Regions from separate parts of the Oryctolagus cuniculus genome. Here region 1 is linked to region 2. A link is a contact called in public Micro-C data. All regions are on one chromosome and are shown on one strand. The core of a region is the stretch at or near the end of the contact, and the rest is flanking DNA. Distances in the headings are between cores, read along the strand shown. Region 1 holds the start of ACTN4 (actinin alpha 4). Region 2 holds the start of SIRT2 (sirtuin 2).

Region 1 (7,205 bases), core at 582-3,081, 190 kb before region 2:
CTGACTGTAGCAGCCATTTGGGGAGTGAACCAGCACATGGAAGCTCATTCGCTTGCTCTCGCTCTGCCTTTCAAATAAATAAAATAAATCTTAAAGAAAAGGAAGAAGAAGGATGGAAGGAAAGAAACTGGGCTGGGCTGGGCGGCCTTTCCTCCTCACCTTGATTCTGGCTTTTATCCTGAATATGGAACCAAGCAGAGGCAGGAGGGACGGGATCCCTTCCCGGGCTCCCTCTGACTTCTACCCTCTGCCGGAGGCGGAGCAGCTCCTGCCATGGTCCAAGAGGGACAAGAACAGTGTGGGTGGGGCCTGGTGAGGCCGCGAGGGGCAGGGGAGGTGGTGTGCAGCCTGTGTGCACTCTGACGTGCAAGAAGACACTTCCCGGGAGACCTGGGTGTGGGTGTGGAGACAGAGGTGCAAGGGCAAGTGCAGGATGGGGCAGCCCCTAGCAGGAGTGCGGCTGGAGGGCGCCCAGCTTTGGGGGAGGGTCAGGAACTCAGCTTCGCGTGAGCCTGTACAGCATCGTTTATCTGCGTTTGTTTGCCTTTATATCGCTGCCCTTCCCGCCTACAGTGAGAACGAATGAGGCTGATAATGCTCAGACCATAGAGCCAGCCCTCAAGAACAGTAGCTCGCACGTAGTAGGTGCACATAGTGGGGCTGGGTGTTTGGTGTAGTGGTTAGGTTGCTGCCTTGGACACCTGCATCCCACATCAGAGCGCTTGCTTTGAGCCCTGGCTTCTCTGCTCTGGGCCCGCCTCCTGCTAATGCCCACCCTGGGAAGAAGCAGACCATACTCAAGTGCTTGGGCCCCTGCACCCATGTGGGAGACCCGGAAGAAGCTCCTGGCTTCGGATCAGCACAGCTCCAGCCATTGTGGCTGTGGCCATTTGGGGAGTGACCCAGTGGATGGAAAACCTCTCTGTCTCTCCTTTTCTCTGTCTCTCTCTCTTATTTAAGATTCATTTATTTATTTGAAAGTCAGAGTTACAGAGAGAGAGAGAGAGAGAGGTCTTCCATCGCTGGTTCATGTCCCAGATGGCCGCAATGGCCGGAGCTATGCTGATCCGAAGCCAGGAGCTTCTTCTGGGTCCCCCATGCAGGTGCAGGGGCTCAAGCACTTGGGCCATCTTCCACTGCTTTCCCAGGCCACAGCAGAGAGCTGGATTGGAAGTGGAACAGCCAGGACTAGAACCGGCGCCCATATGGGATGCCGGCACTTCAGGCCAGGGCATTAACCCACTGTGCCACAGCGCTGGCCCCAAGTCTGTCTCTTAAATAAATAAATCTTTCTTTTAAAAAAAAAAAGCTTATTAACCAATTAAGATAGACAAGTCCAAAAACCCTCCGCGCTCCCAGCCCGGGTCTCTGTTCAGACGTCCGCGTTTCTCCGGGAAGCCCCTCTGAGCCTCTCTGCCCCAGCCTGGGCTCGCTTTCTCCGCAGCCTCGGAAGCTATGTGCTTCTTAGCATCTGGTTCTCTTCCTTCACGTCCGACAGGGACTTCTGCCTCTCTTCTTTCGTGTCAACGCGTAACACAGGTTGGCACCCTGCTGGCGTTCCTTAAAGTATTTATTGAATTCGGGCGGCCGAACAGGAGCACGTTCCACGCGGGTGCAGGGAAAAGACCCCCGCCTGAGGAATCATTCATAGCGCGTGCCCCACCCACACGCGGACGGCGGGCGCGTTCCCGCGGGGCGGGGAGCGCGGCTCGTCCACGAGCTGCAGGGGTGGGGTGAGGGGCGCGGGGAGCGGGCTCTGCGCAGGCGCCGGGCTCCCGGGGGCGGTCCGGGTGGCTCAGGAGCGCGCGCGCGGGAGGGCGGCGGCGGCGGCGAGGTGCGCAGGCGCCGGCGGAGGGCGGGCTGAGGCAGCTGTAGCGGCGGCGGCGGCGGCGGCTCCGGCAGAGGGGCGGGAGCTGAGGCGGGAGCGGACCGGCTGGTGGGCGAGCGAGAGGCGGCGGAATGGTGGACTACCACGCGGCGAACCAGTCGTACCAGTACGGCCCCAGCAGCGCGGGCAATGGCGCTGGCGGCGGAGGTAGCATGGGCGACTACATGGCCCAGGAGGACGACTGGGACCGGGACCTGCTGTTGGACCCGGCCTGGGAGAAGCAGCAGCGCAAGGTGCGCGGCCCGCGGGCCGGACGGGCTGGACGGGGTGGGGGGTGGGGTCTCCCGGAGGCGGCTAGGGAGGGGGGCGAGGTCCCAAGAGAGGGGAGTGGAGCATCCATGATGGAAATCAGGGGTCCCGAGGAGGAATTGGCGGGCTCGGGCGGGCCAGGATGGAGTCCTGGAGGCAGGAATTGGGAAGCGGAGAAACGTAGTCGGCGGCCTAGTAGCGTTTGTGGGGTCTAAAGAAAGGAATCGGAGCCCCGAGGAGGGTGTGCAGGGCTTGGGCGGGGAGCCTGGGGAGGCTGAAATGCAATCGGGCTGTGAGGCGGGCTCGCAGGCTCCGAGGAGCGGCTGGCAGTGCCCCGCGGGGGCCCTGGGCGTCTGCGAGGGGAATTTGTGGGCCAGGGTGGAATGGGGGTGTGGGGAGTCCGGAGGGGGGGGTCCGTTGCAGTGCAGAAAGGCCCGAAGGAGGTTGGAATCCGGGGAGCCTTGGTGGGGGGGGGCGTAAAGAGGGTGAAGATGGAGTGGGGGTGCCCGGGAGGGGTTGTGGGGTCTGGAGAAGGGAGGGAGGACTGGGGAGGCTAGGGCGTGAGTTGGGGTGCTCAGGAGGGCCAGGTGCCGAGGGGGGCAGTTAGGGGCCTGTGATTGGAAGAAGGTGAGAGTGATTTGGGCTGCCCTGTTGTAAGGGGAAGGAGGGGAGGACCTGGCGGGGAATGGAGAGGCCCCGGGGTGAGGGGGTGTGCTGGGGAGGGCTCTCGGGAGCCTCGTGGGAGGTTGAAAGCTTAACCAGGGGTCGGGGACGCCCGAAGAAAAGGTGGTCTGGCAGAGGTGAGGGTGGGAGGGCCCGGGCGCTGGAATGGCGGCTGGGGGAGGAGGCTGCTTTAGGGAAGGGAACGTGTGGTGAGTGGACTGAGACAGGCATTTGGGAGGGGGCTGGGATCCCGTCCTGGGGGAGGAGGGGCGAGGGTGCTCAGGAAGAGTCTGGGGCCCGGAGGGGTGGGGGGGGGCAGAGTCTGGTCCCCTGTGGAAGCCGCGGAGGAGCAGACCACAGTGGTGACAGGGAGACGGGGGCCTCATCCAACGTGGGTGAGAAGGGCGGAGCGCGGGCTGGTGTTGAAGGGTTCCAGTGTGTGCAGGAGGAGCATGTTGGGGGCGCGTGGGGAGCGGCCGCTCAGAAGTGCGCGGGTGGCGCGTGGGGGCGCGTGAAGTTGGATCTGGAGCTCTCCCGGATGATTACTGAGCAGCTCCCTGGCCCTGGCCTAGCCCCTCTGCAAAGGCGGATTGAATGGGGTTGGTGGACACTTTGCAGGAGCCTAGGGGCAGACTCGGAGGCGGGGCGGGCGGGGTTTGTGTGGAGAAAGTGCCTGGACTGGAAGCCTGTTGAGGGCGGGAGGTGGTGCCCTGGGGGTGGCACAGGCAGCCCCCCTGGAGGAGAGAGGGTGGGACGGGCCGCCGGGAGGTGGGGCCCGGCATCACCTTGAGTAAACGACCAGCAGCAGCTTGGGTTTCCTCGTGGGTAGTAACTGGGGTGGAGGGGTGGCGGCGTCCTTATCCACTGCCCCACCTGCCTCAGGTTCCGGGGATGGAGGATGCTGGGATACCTGGCGTCACAAGGCTTTTTTGGGGGGAAGGGGAGTTCCAGTCTGGAGCCTCAGCAACAATGTGCTGCCTGAGGCCGTGCCAGGCTGGAAAAGGTTCGGAGTTGCCAGGGAGCTGGGTGGGGGCCGGGGGCCACAGCACTATGTGTGAGAACGCCTGGGGTCCCCCTGCCGCAGCTCCAAGGAGCCCCTTGTCAGGTGGAGGGGTCCCTCCCTTTCCTGTCCTCTGCCACTCCCCAAGTGACTCCTTGCCAGCTCCTTCCACTCCCTTCTGGGAGTCAGGGTGTGTACTAGTTCCGTGGTCATAGACTCCCTTGCCCACAGGGCGAGGCTGGGGCCCGCGTAGGCTCAGGGCGGAACCGGGACTCACCGGAACCCCCAGGCTTTCCTGCTGTGTGTCACGCTCGCTCCCGCTGCCCGGGCCAGGCAAGGTTGCGGGGAGGGTAGCTCACGGCGTCCTCCCACACCCGCTGCCTTGGCCTCTCGGCAAGTGCCAGGTTCTCCTTCGTCCTGCTTTGTACCTGCTCCCGCAAATATTTACACTTGGCCGTCTGTGGGGGAAATGAATTGCCTCACCTCTGCGCCCTTTCCCGTTACAGGCAGGCAGCGCTGATGAGATAGGGAAGGAGCCGCGGAGAGGCAGACGCGAGTGTGTGCTGTTCTTCCCCTTCCCAGAAAACCCCACTGCCACACCACAGGCTGGGCTTCTGTGTCACAGTGGTGAATGACAGACCGCCTGCCCAAGGCCAGTCCATGGGCACAGGGCAGGGGCGGTGCTGTGGACGTCCTGCTCGCCACGGGCACCTGCTCTAAAGATCTGTATTGAGGACCCCTGCAGGCTTTCAGAGCCTGGGAATCCGATTCTCCTGGGAATGAAGCAGGGGGTTGGGGAGGGGGTGTGTCCCACGTTTACCTCGAAGCCCTTTGCTGGGACTCCTAGGGTCTGGCTCTGGGATCATGCTCCTGGCTCTGTGACCCAAGCATTATTGAATAACCAGTTTACACAACAGTTTTTACCTGGGAGGTGGGAGGGCTGTGAGTGGTCTAGAGGGTGTCCGGGACTGGCCTGCTCTTTCTTGAGCAGTTGTAGCTCTGGGCCACAGCCCCCTCCCCCAGGGCCTGAAGGGGGCCGAGGTGGCCTGGCCACCGCCTGCTCCTGCAAGGGCGCTCTTGGGACACGGATTCCAGAACTCCCCCGGGCAGCCGGGGGAAAGGCTTGTTAAGCCCACGTGTTCGTTTTCAGGGCCTCGGGGTTTAGACCATGACCTTTGGTTCAGGGTGTATTCATTGCGAGTTAATTATTTGAAAGTTCTGATGGTGGTTTTTTTTCCCCTCTTCCCCAAGTAGGTCTTTTTATTTTCATTTTTTTGAGGCTAATGATAGAGGCCCCAAAGTAGCCAGCTGTTATTTTCTGCTGTTCCTTTAATTGCTTGCCTCTTAGGATCTGGTGAAAACGAATAGGTCTTTAGCAGTTTTCAAAATTGAATAATGTACTTTCAAAAAAAAAAAAGTAACCAAACTACATTGTCATCTAGAAATTACCTGTGAATTGGTGAGGGGCGCAGGTATACTGTGTGCACCCACCTAGGGGAAGCTGCTCCAGCGCTGTAGAATGGGACTTGGCTAATGACCGGGAGGGCAGAGCTGACTGGTACCGTGGAGTGGAGCCTGCCATTTCACCTGTCCTGGGCAGTCTAGGGTGTGGGCCTGGGTTTGCCCTCTGCCTTTGGAAACACGCTCTCTGGTCCTGGAACCTACAGGGGCGGCTACTTGTCAGCAGAGAGCTGACTCACCCTCAGTTGGAACTGGTGCTAAAAGCTCCCATTTAATGGCAGCCAATTGCCTGGCCTCCAGTGGGAAGCTTTGTGGGGAAAGTTTGGGGAAAGTGTTGCAGGCAAACAGGCCCAGGAAATGAAGATGTTATCTGACAGGCAGGTGCTGTTGCAGTCTGAAGAAGCAGGCAGGGAGGTCAGTTAAAATGTGGACGTGTGCTCTCAGGTGTCCTCCTGATCAGATGGCCAGGGAGCAAGGGCAGGTCTGGACTCCAGTCTCAGCCTCCAGATCTGGTTCAGCTGCACCCGCTGCAGAGTAACTGAGCTCATAGCACAGGTTACCTGGCCCTGCTGTCTAGGGGGTGACAGCAAGGAGCATGGAGCCGGAAAGAATCGATTTGGGAAGGCGCGAGGAGCTTGAGATTGTTGAGACGAGCGCTTCGGGCTTTTGCCCTCCTGACTTGTAGTCTACTGGGAATTGTACAAGCCTTTGACCAGACCTCAGGGTTCTTCAAGAACCAATTCCCTTGCTGCTGCTTTTATTTTCTGCAGGGGAGAAGTAATTAGGGGACAGCTGTTTGCTGTAGTAGCTCTTGCTCATTCCGGTTTTCCGAATAGCTGAAACATCGTGGTTCTCTCCTCGCTGGCGTTGAGTGTCTTCTGGCCCAGCGCGCCCCCAGCGTCACCCTCCATTGCTAAAACTAGCTGATGTCCAGGATGCCATTAGTCACACTCAGATCATTCCCCTTGGTTCCCTTCCGCCGCCTTTATTTATGTATTTACTTCACAGAGCGACAGAAACGCTCACGTTACCTTCCGATTTTTCCTCTCCTTTTCTTTTTTCATGGAAATAAGAGGCAAGTGATAGCTGGTAATTCAATGGCAGTAACTGAAACACTGACCCATTAAAGGGGAGACGGAAGTTCCTACTTGAGCCAGATACAAACACTGTCATCCACCAGAGTTTGAAAGAAGTCTTTATGCCCTGGGTGTGTTGAGTGCTGAGGACCGGTCTCCTTTTGCATGGGTTTAAACTTTGAAACATCAAAGGAGAATTACAAGGAAACTGTTTTATAGTGTTGGCAGTGTTGGCGCCAGAATTTGTTATAAAGTGTCTGAAAGTAGTACAAGTATCACTTTTCTTCAAGAAGGTTTATAAGTTACATTTTAGTATCCCAGGTATCAAGGAGCAGAAGGTTCAGTGAATCAAAGAGAAACGGCCATTCTAAATCCCATCCTCTGTTTGTTTAAAGAGTGATCTTATTGTTGGGGGGTGGGGGAGGTTGTGTTCACCTGCTGCCTGGGGGCGGGGAAGGTTGGGGGGTGATCCCGCGTGCTCCAGAAGGTGGAAGCTTTGCCTGTATTTAATAGACGAGTGTCTTCATGTCCGCGCTTGGGCAGTGTTGTCTATGTATGGTCTCTCTGGGATTTTAAACTCCGAGACACTTGTCTTGGTGTTGTGCCTTTTTTGGTTGTGTTCCTTCGCGCCCCCCACCCCACCCCCCTGAACAACAGGCGCTAACTTGGAATGCCCGTGGGAAGCCCCTGTGTGCTGTGCTGTCACTTGGTCTCCTCCCCACCACCTTGAGCAGCAGTTGCTCTGGAAGACCCCGTGGCCGTCGTCTTGGATGTGATTTACTGAAGTGTTACCTGAAAGCGAGTGGCCGGAGTTTACTGGGATTTGCTCTTTGCCACCTGCTGCTGTGTGGACTCCTGCCTTCCAGGG
Region 2 (7,113 bases), core at 3,231-5,730:
CAGTTCAACCTGGATCTCTCGCAATGCGTAAACAAAAGAAGTGGGATGAACAGCGCTTGTGGCTGGGGGCGGGGGCAGGGGCAGTGGAGGTGGCCGGAGGGACGCTTACAGCGGTCGCTCTGAATGAAGCGGCTCACGCCTTCCAGGGTCAGCTCGTCCAGCAGCCGCTCCTTCTGGGTACCCAGGCCCAGGGTCTGGGAGAACAGATTCCGCAGGAAGTCCACTGACCCGAAGGAAGAGAGACAGATGCCAGGCAGGCGTTCAGTGGAGAGCATGGGTGGCCCCAGGGGCCCTGGGATCCCCGGCCTCCCCAAAACCCGAGGCCTCCAGGACCCTACCTGGTGCTGGCACCAGGCCCATTGCCACATCCTTGGAAGGCGGTCGCTCCTGGTGGCATTGAGGGGCTGCCCCCAGCCCCCCGCCCTGAGCCCTCCCAAGCCCAGCTGCCACTTACTCTCTGCTTCTCCGCCAGCCGCTCCTCCCTCGGAGTCAGAATCGGAATCCTGCAAGGGGCGGGGCGGGGTGGCCGAGCCGGAGAGGTGAGGGGGGATGGGGTGACCCCAGGACTGGGGACAGGCTCTAGCTGGGAGGTGGCCCGAGACAGTGAGGGATGGGGGAGGGCTGCGGGGTGGTACCCAGGAGGGTGGCGCCCTTCTGTGTGTCCAGGCTCCTGGCTCAGAGGCTGCCGTGGGGAGGAACCCCGAAGCAGGTGCAGTGGCAGGGAGCTCACGGTAAGTGCTGGCTGTGGCTGCTGTCTCACGCCCGGTGTCCCCTGTCCTCGGTGTAGGGACCTGCTGCCCCTGCGCGGCAGCCCTGCTCACCAAGGTCACCCCTAGGTGTTGCCCGGACCAAAGGCCCTCTGCTCTCTCCCCACCTCCCCTGCTGCTTGCCTCCTCGGCCCACACCCAGGATTCCTGCGGCCTCCTGGACACCGCACCTCGGGTGGCCTCCCTGCCTCTCAGTCCTCCCCCCACCCCGGGGCCTGCCCCAGCGGCTCATCTCCCGGAGATGTGCTCTTCCGGGGACCGATCTCAGCCAGCCAGGTGCCTGCTACCCTGGGCCCTCACTCTCCCACAGCCCCCAGCCCCTCCTGACCCCCCACCCCACCCCGATCTCCTCGGTCCAGCCTGTGCTCTCCCCCGGGGCCCTGCTGTGGCCTCCTCCTCGGTCTAGCCTGTGCCCTCCTCCCCGGGGCCCCGCTGTGGCCTCCTCCTCAGTCTAGCCTGTGCCCTCCTCCTCAGTCTAGCCTGTACCCTCCTCCTTGGTCTAGCCTGTGCCCTCCTCCTCGGTCCAGCCTGTCCTCTCCCAGGGCCCCTGCTCTGGCCTCCTCCTTGGGCTCCCGGCCTCTGCCTCTCTTATCTCTCCTCCAGCCCTCCAGGTCTGCCCCTGCCCTCTGCCTGCGGGGCCTCCTCTCTGGCTGCTCCAGCCTCACGATGCAGCCACAGATGTCTCCGCAGTCCGCCAGGTGGCCAGCTCCGCACAGGCAAGCTCTTTGTCTCTGGTCACCACCGAGCAGGGCCCGGCACCGGGCTCCAGCTGCACAGCCGTCTGCCTCAGTTCTGACGACACACTCTCCTGCTTAAACCCCGCGCGTGGCCCCCGCCCACCGCGCATCACTCACCTGCCCAGGCCTTTAGGGTTAGGAACCTCCCTTCCAAACACATTGTATTTGCATTCATTGCTTTTGAAGATTGCACAGGTTTTGAAAAAAGCTGACCATCAGGGGCCGGGGTTGTGGCTCGGCGGGTTAAGCTGCCGCCTGCAACGCCAGCATCCCCTCTGAGCCCTGGTTTGAGTCCCAGCTGTTCCGCTTCCAATCCAGCTCCCTGCTGATGGGCCTGGGAAAGCAGCGGAGGACGGCCCAGGTGCTTGGGCCCCTGCCACTCATGTGGGAGACTCGGATGGAGTTCCAAGCTCCTGGCTTTGGCCTGGTCCAACTCTGGCTGTGGTGGCTATTTGGAGAGTGAAAGGGCAGATGGAAATCTGTCTCTCCCTCTCTCTGTCATTCTGCCTTTCAAATCAATAAACAAATCTTAAAAAAAAAAAAAAAGACTTGGCTACTAGACAGTGTGTAACTTAGGCACTGGCCTTGTCATTTCCCCGTCTACCCCCACTGAGATAAGTCACCAGTTCAGTGGAGCTATTCTAGAGTTTTTTCTCCACATAGAAAAACTCATTCTTGTAAAAGGGCCACCCTCCATGCGGCGCCGCACCTTGCGTCTGCCCCGAGCAGCACACTGAAGGCCACCTCATTCTCTGACACAGCTGCATAGTGTTGCATTGTGTGCGGGAACCATAGTGCATTTACCCGGCTCAGGCTCCAGTTCTGCCCTGTCATGGACAATGTTGCCATTTACGACCTCGGGCCCAGGATCCCTTTCCCATACTGGAAGCTTTTCTTCCCGCAGTGGCCCTGCTGCAGGAGCCAGGCCAGCCAGGCGCTGCGGCCCAGCGGGAGACCCTGGGGCCCTCCGCGTGGCCCAGCCGTGCACCCGTGCGGTATTCAAACCACAGCTTCTGCACGGCCCCATCCGTGAGAAGCCGTCTCCCGCGTGTTTGTGCGTGGGAGCAGGGGTGCGGGTGAGCTGGCACAATTCCTGGCTGCACACAGCAAGGCCCTGCGGGAGCCGCCCAACACATGGGGGCAGCTCTGCGTGGGGGGAGCAGGGGACACTGGCCATGACCAGTACCCGGGTCTAGAAGGCAGCGTGCCGTGTGCCATGGGTTTCCTCCAGCGAAGGGACAGAGCACAGGTCACTTAGGAGCGCTGCCTCAAATCCCTCATCTGTATGATGGCCACGATAGGTCTTACCGCTCATGCGGGTGCTGGGCAGACAAAATGAGATGTTGCACTACGCAGAGCGCCTGGCTGGCTAAGCAGCCGGTGAACACGCTAACCGAGGCTGCTGTGAGCCGGCCGCCCCCAGCCTGCATCGCACGGTCGCGCCCCGGTCTCCGCACAGCTGCAGCCGTCCCATGGAACACCTCCTCACCTCATCTATGTTCTAAGTCACTCTTCACTCACTATGCTGCGTCTACATCTCAGTCTCACTCCTGGGCCAGCCTGGGGATTCTCCGAGGGAAAGGCCTGGCTGGGGTGCTCCATGACCCACCACGCTCGCTCTGGGGAGCTCAGGGACCAGAGGGGATCCCTGGCTCTTCCAGGGCCAACACAAACGAGGTTCAGAAGGAATGGGAAGGGGGGTGGGCAGCAGCAAAGAGAGAGGAAAGTTTAGGAAGGCAGGCCTGGGGCTGAGGCTGTACGTTTTTCTCGGAGGTCCCCAACACCCCCCATTCCCCAAGAGGCTGCACCCCTGCAAGGCGGGGCGAGGGGCCCCGGGGGAAATGTCTCCCCTCTGCCACCTCCCCCCAGAGTGGGATGTGGGAACGAGTCCAGCTTCCTCCTCCCCTCCACCATTTCCCCATCTCACCTGAGCCTCTTGCACCTTCCCTGCCTGGGTCTCCAGAGGGTCAGAGGCTGGGGGAGGAGGGGGAGCAGACGTGGTTACAGTGGGGGGAATGGTTAAGAGGGAATGAAGGGTTAAAAGTGGCCGCGGTGGGAGCGGGGGCAGGGGCGGCAAGAAGACCCAGGGTCATGGGGCGGTGGAGTGGCAAAAGCTGAGCGGAGGGAGGCAGGGGAGGGGGCTGGCGGGAGAGGTGGTGAGTAGGGGCAGAGTGGCTGTGGCGGGGCAGGGTTGGGAAGAGAGGCTGGAGGAAGCTTAGGAAGAGTTAGACAGGGCAGAGCAGTGTGTGAGTGTGCGGGGAGGGAGAGGAGGCTCCCAAGGCAGAGGAAGGTTTAGACAGGAAGCGGGGCTCGGGCTGGAGGCGGGTTTGGGAGAGGAGGAGCGGTGGAGGTGATGGCACAGGAACTGCAGGGGAGAGACGGGACGGGACACCCGGGCACCCCTAGCATCCTACGGTTGCCCCTGACAACCAGGTGCTCTTAGCAACCGAGACCGCGGCAACTTTTGTCCTCAGTAACGAGGGTCCTCAGCAACCAAAGTGTGAGAAACACACGATCATTAGTAACTTGGAACACGGACGAGGTAAACGGACCCTTAAAACCTCGCGACCCAGAGACCCGCCACCCCGCGAGTGTGGATCAACCTAACTACAAGCCTCGGAACCCCGCTCCCTCAGTGTAGCCCTGCGCTCCCAGCCCCCCGCGCCCGCCCTCGGGCCCCGGGGCCTGCAGCCCTCGGCCAGGCCCCGGCGCGGCCCGACCCTTCCACCGGGGCCCCCGACTCACGATCCGGCTCGGCCATGGGCTCGGGGCGGGGGCCCTCGGGGCTGTCACCGACTGCTCTGTCCCGTGACGGCACCGGAAACAGAAGGGGAAGGCTTCGGGCATAGAACTACGACTCCCAGCACCCATCTCGGCCGCATACAGGGCTTTCCCGCAAACGCCCCGTGCGCGCCCGAAGGCGGAACTACGAGTCCCAGACGGCCTGGCGGTGGCAGCCATGTTAGTAAAGGGCGCTCGGAAAATGTGGGTATTGCCCGAGAGCCGTCGTGCATCCCAGTGCTCTGATTGGCCACCCTGCACCAAGGGGGCGGGGCGTGACCGATTTCGCCCACTCTAATTGGATTTACCAGGGGGCGTGTTGGGGAATTTCCCGCAGGGCGGAAGTGCCGGAGCTCCGGGCAGAGCCCAGCGGCAGGCGGGGAGCCGCGGGGGGCCCTGAGGTGGCTGGGGGCCATGGCTGGGGTTGCGTGCTTGGGAAAAGGTGCGGACGCGGATGAATGGTGCGACAGCGGCCTGGGCTCTCTGGGGCCGGACGCGGCAGCCCCAGGAGGCCCGGGGCTGGGCGCAGAGCTGGGCCCAGGGCTATCGTGGGCTCCGCTCGTCTTCGGCTACGTCACTGAGGATGGCGACACGTGAGTGAACCTTAGGCTGTTAAACGAAGCCCTCGGATCCGAGGCCTGATTCTCCATTCGTTTCTGAGTGTCTGTGGTTTCCCAACCTGTCACTCCTGAATCTGACTTCCGTTGCGGGACTTCCTGACTTCACACCCCCCCCATCCTAATTTGTAACAAAACCCAGTTTCCGATCAGCTTTGAGCCCGATTCGATCATTGCCGACCTACTTTCCCTGAACCTTGATTTTCATGCCCCCCCCCCCGAACCTACATCCTCCTAACCCACTGATCCCAAAACCCGATTTGACCTTCTGACCCCCAGTCCTTAGTAGAGTTGGGGCTCAGGCTGTGGCTCCCCACCCCCCCATAGCATCTCTGATCTGAGCTGCTGACTTTGCTTCGGGGGACCCTCGGCCCCCGCCTCTAAGAGCCTGCTCCTGGGCTCTGATCTTCCCGGCTTCAATTCCGAGACAGCCCGTGAGCCACGGGAGAGCTGAGGTGGCCTTGCACCTGACCCGGGTCCTGTCTGAGCCATGGACAGTGAAGGAAACAGAAGCTTTGGTGTGGCGTGGGGGCCGGGGGTCGCGGTCACCAGGGGCGGAGCCTTCTCTGGGTGGGAGGGTAGGAGGGAAGAACCTCCCAGGGACAAGACTGTAAAGGACCAGCTGGGCACCTTCTCTGGGTTTTGTGGGGTTTTTTTTGCCCGTTGATTGCTGGGTCCCCAGAGGCTCAAAATAGCGCCTGACCCACGTCTTCTCCAAGAACCAGCGAGGGTTTCGCTACTTTTCTCCCTCTTTTCACTTTCTATTTCATTAGCCCCTAACCTGACTTTTATCTTCTTTCTTCTGAATCTTGGGTTTAATTTATTCTTTTTGTAATTTATTTTGTTCTTTTTTAAATTTTTTAAAATATTTATTTATTTATTTCGAAAGGCAGAGTTAGAGAGAGAGGGAGGGGAGAGATCTTTCATCCACTGGTTCTCTTCCCCCAGAGAGATTAAATGGCCATGGCTGGGCCAGGCCGAAACCTGGAGCCAGGAGCCTCTTCTGGGTCTCCTTAGCGGGCGGCAGGGCCCACACACTTGGGCCACCTTCTGCCGCTTTTCCCAAGCTATGAGCAAGGAGCTGGGTTGGAAGTGGAGCAGCCGGACACGGAACCAGAGCCCGTATGGGATGGGTGTCCCAGTGGTGTCCTCGCCGCGGCCATAATGCTGGCCCTGTCTTTTTGTGATTTCTTAGGATGAAAGTTCATGTCATTGATTTGAGAGCTTGCTCCTGTTTTAATGTAGGTTATTGAGTACTATGAATTTTCCCCTGAAAGCTGCTTTAGCCTTGTCTCACAATTCTGATATGTTGTATCTTGATTTTCACTTAATTCAGTATTCCTTATAATTTTCTCTTTTGAATTCTTCTTTGACCAGTAGATTTAAAAGTCTGCTATTTGGTTTCCAGATAGTTTAATATTTCCAGGTATTTTTCTGCTGCCAATTTTCAATTCCATTGTGGGCAGAAAACATACTTTGTACGTTTTAAATTCTTTTAAGTTTTTTGAGACTTGTTTTACGGCTCAGAATGGTGTACACACACTTAAAATACTCTGTACCCTGTGGTTAATGTAGCGTCCTCTGCATATCAGTTGGAGGCTGTGTTGGCCCACAGAGCTCCAGGCTGCTTTGTCCTTGGTGATGGTTTTTCACTTGTCTGTCAGTGGTTGAAAGGGAAAGTCTGAGAGCTCCAGCTGTAACTCTGGGTTTGTCTGTTTCTCTCTCTAATTCTGTCAGGTTTTGCTTAATCTAGTTTGAGGCTCTGTTATCAGGGCACAGATATTTAGGATTATGAAATACTGTTACTCGATTCATTGATCTCCTTAGCGTTTTGATATTACCTTCACTATCTGTGGCAATATTCCTGGCTCTGAAATCTACTCTGCCTGATTTTAAAATACTCCTTTATTTGAAAGAGTGAGAGAGAGAGAGAGAGAGAGAGAGAGAGAGAGATCTTCCAACCTCTGGTTCATTCCCCACATGGCCACAACGGCTGGGGCAGGGTCAGGCCGAAGCCAGGAGCCTTCAACTCCCTCTGGGTCTCCCGCGTGGGTGGCAGAGGCCCAAGCACTTGGGCCGTCCTCTGCAGCCTTCCCAGGTGCATTAGCAGGAAACCGGATCAATAGCGGAACGACCAGGACTAGAACTGGGGCTCTGGTGTGGGATGCTGGCGTCACAGCGGCCGCTTAACCCCCTGCGCCACAGCACTGG

The links. Hi-C and Micro-C count contacts between places; a contact is called where the count stands out from the background.
Region 1: a Micro-C map of ear pinna shows a contact between it and region 2, with 4 times the contacts expected there. The contact joins the promoter of ACTN4 here to the promoter of SIRT2 in region 2. A contact is called at or near these places in 3 of 6 Hi-C or Micro-C datasets (ear pinna, psoas muscle and an unstated tissue).

Annotation. Positions count from the first base shown.
Region 1 is chr18:16,046,736-16,053,940 of mOryCun1.1, reverse strand. It overlaps ACTN4 (actinin alpha 4), which reads left to right and starts at 1,831. Exons shown (of 21, transcript XM_051847128.2): 1 at 1,831-2,121. The coding sequence starts at 1,960.
Region 2 is chr18:15,862,306-15,869,418 of mOryCun1.1, reverse strand. It overlaps SIRT2 (sirtuin 2), which reads right to left and starts at 4,480. Exons shown (of 15, transcript XM_008257157.4): 1 at 4,250-4,480; 2 at 455-503; 3 at 110-223. The coding sequence starts at 4,465. It overlaps NFKBIB (NFKB inhibitor beta), which reads left to right and starts at 4,611. Exons shown (of 5, transcript XM_002711457.5): 1 at 4,611-4,878. The coding sequence starts at 4,700.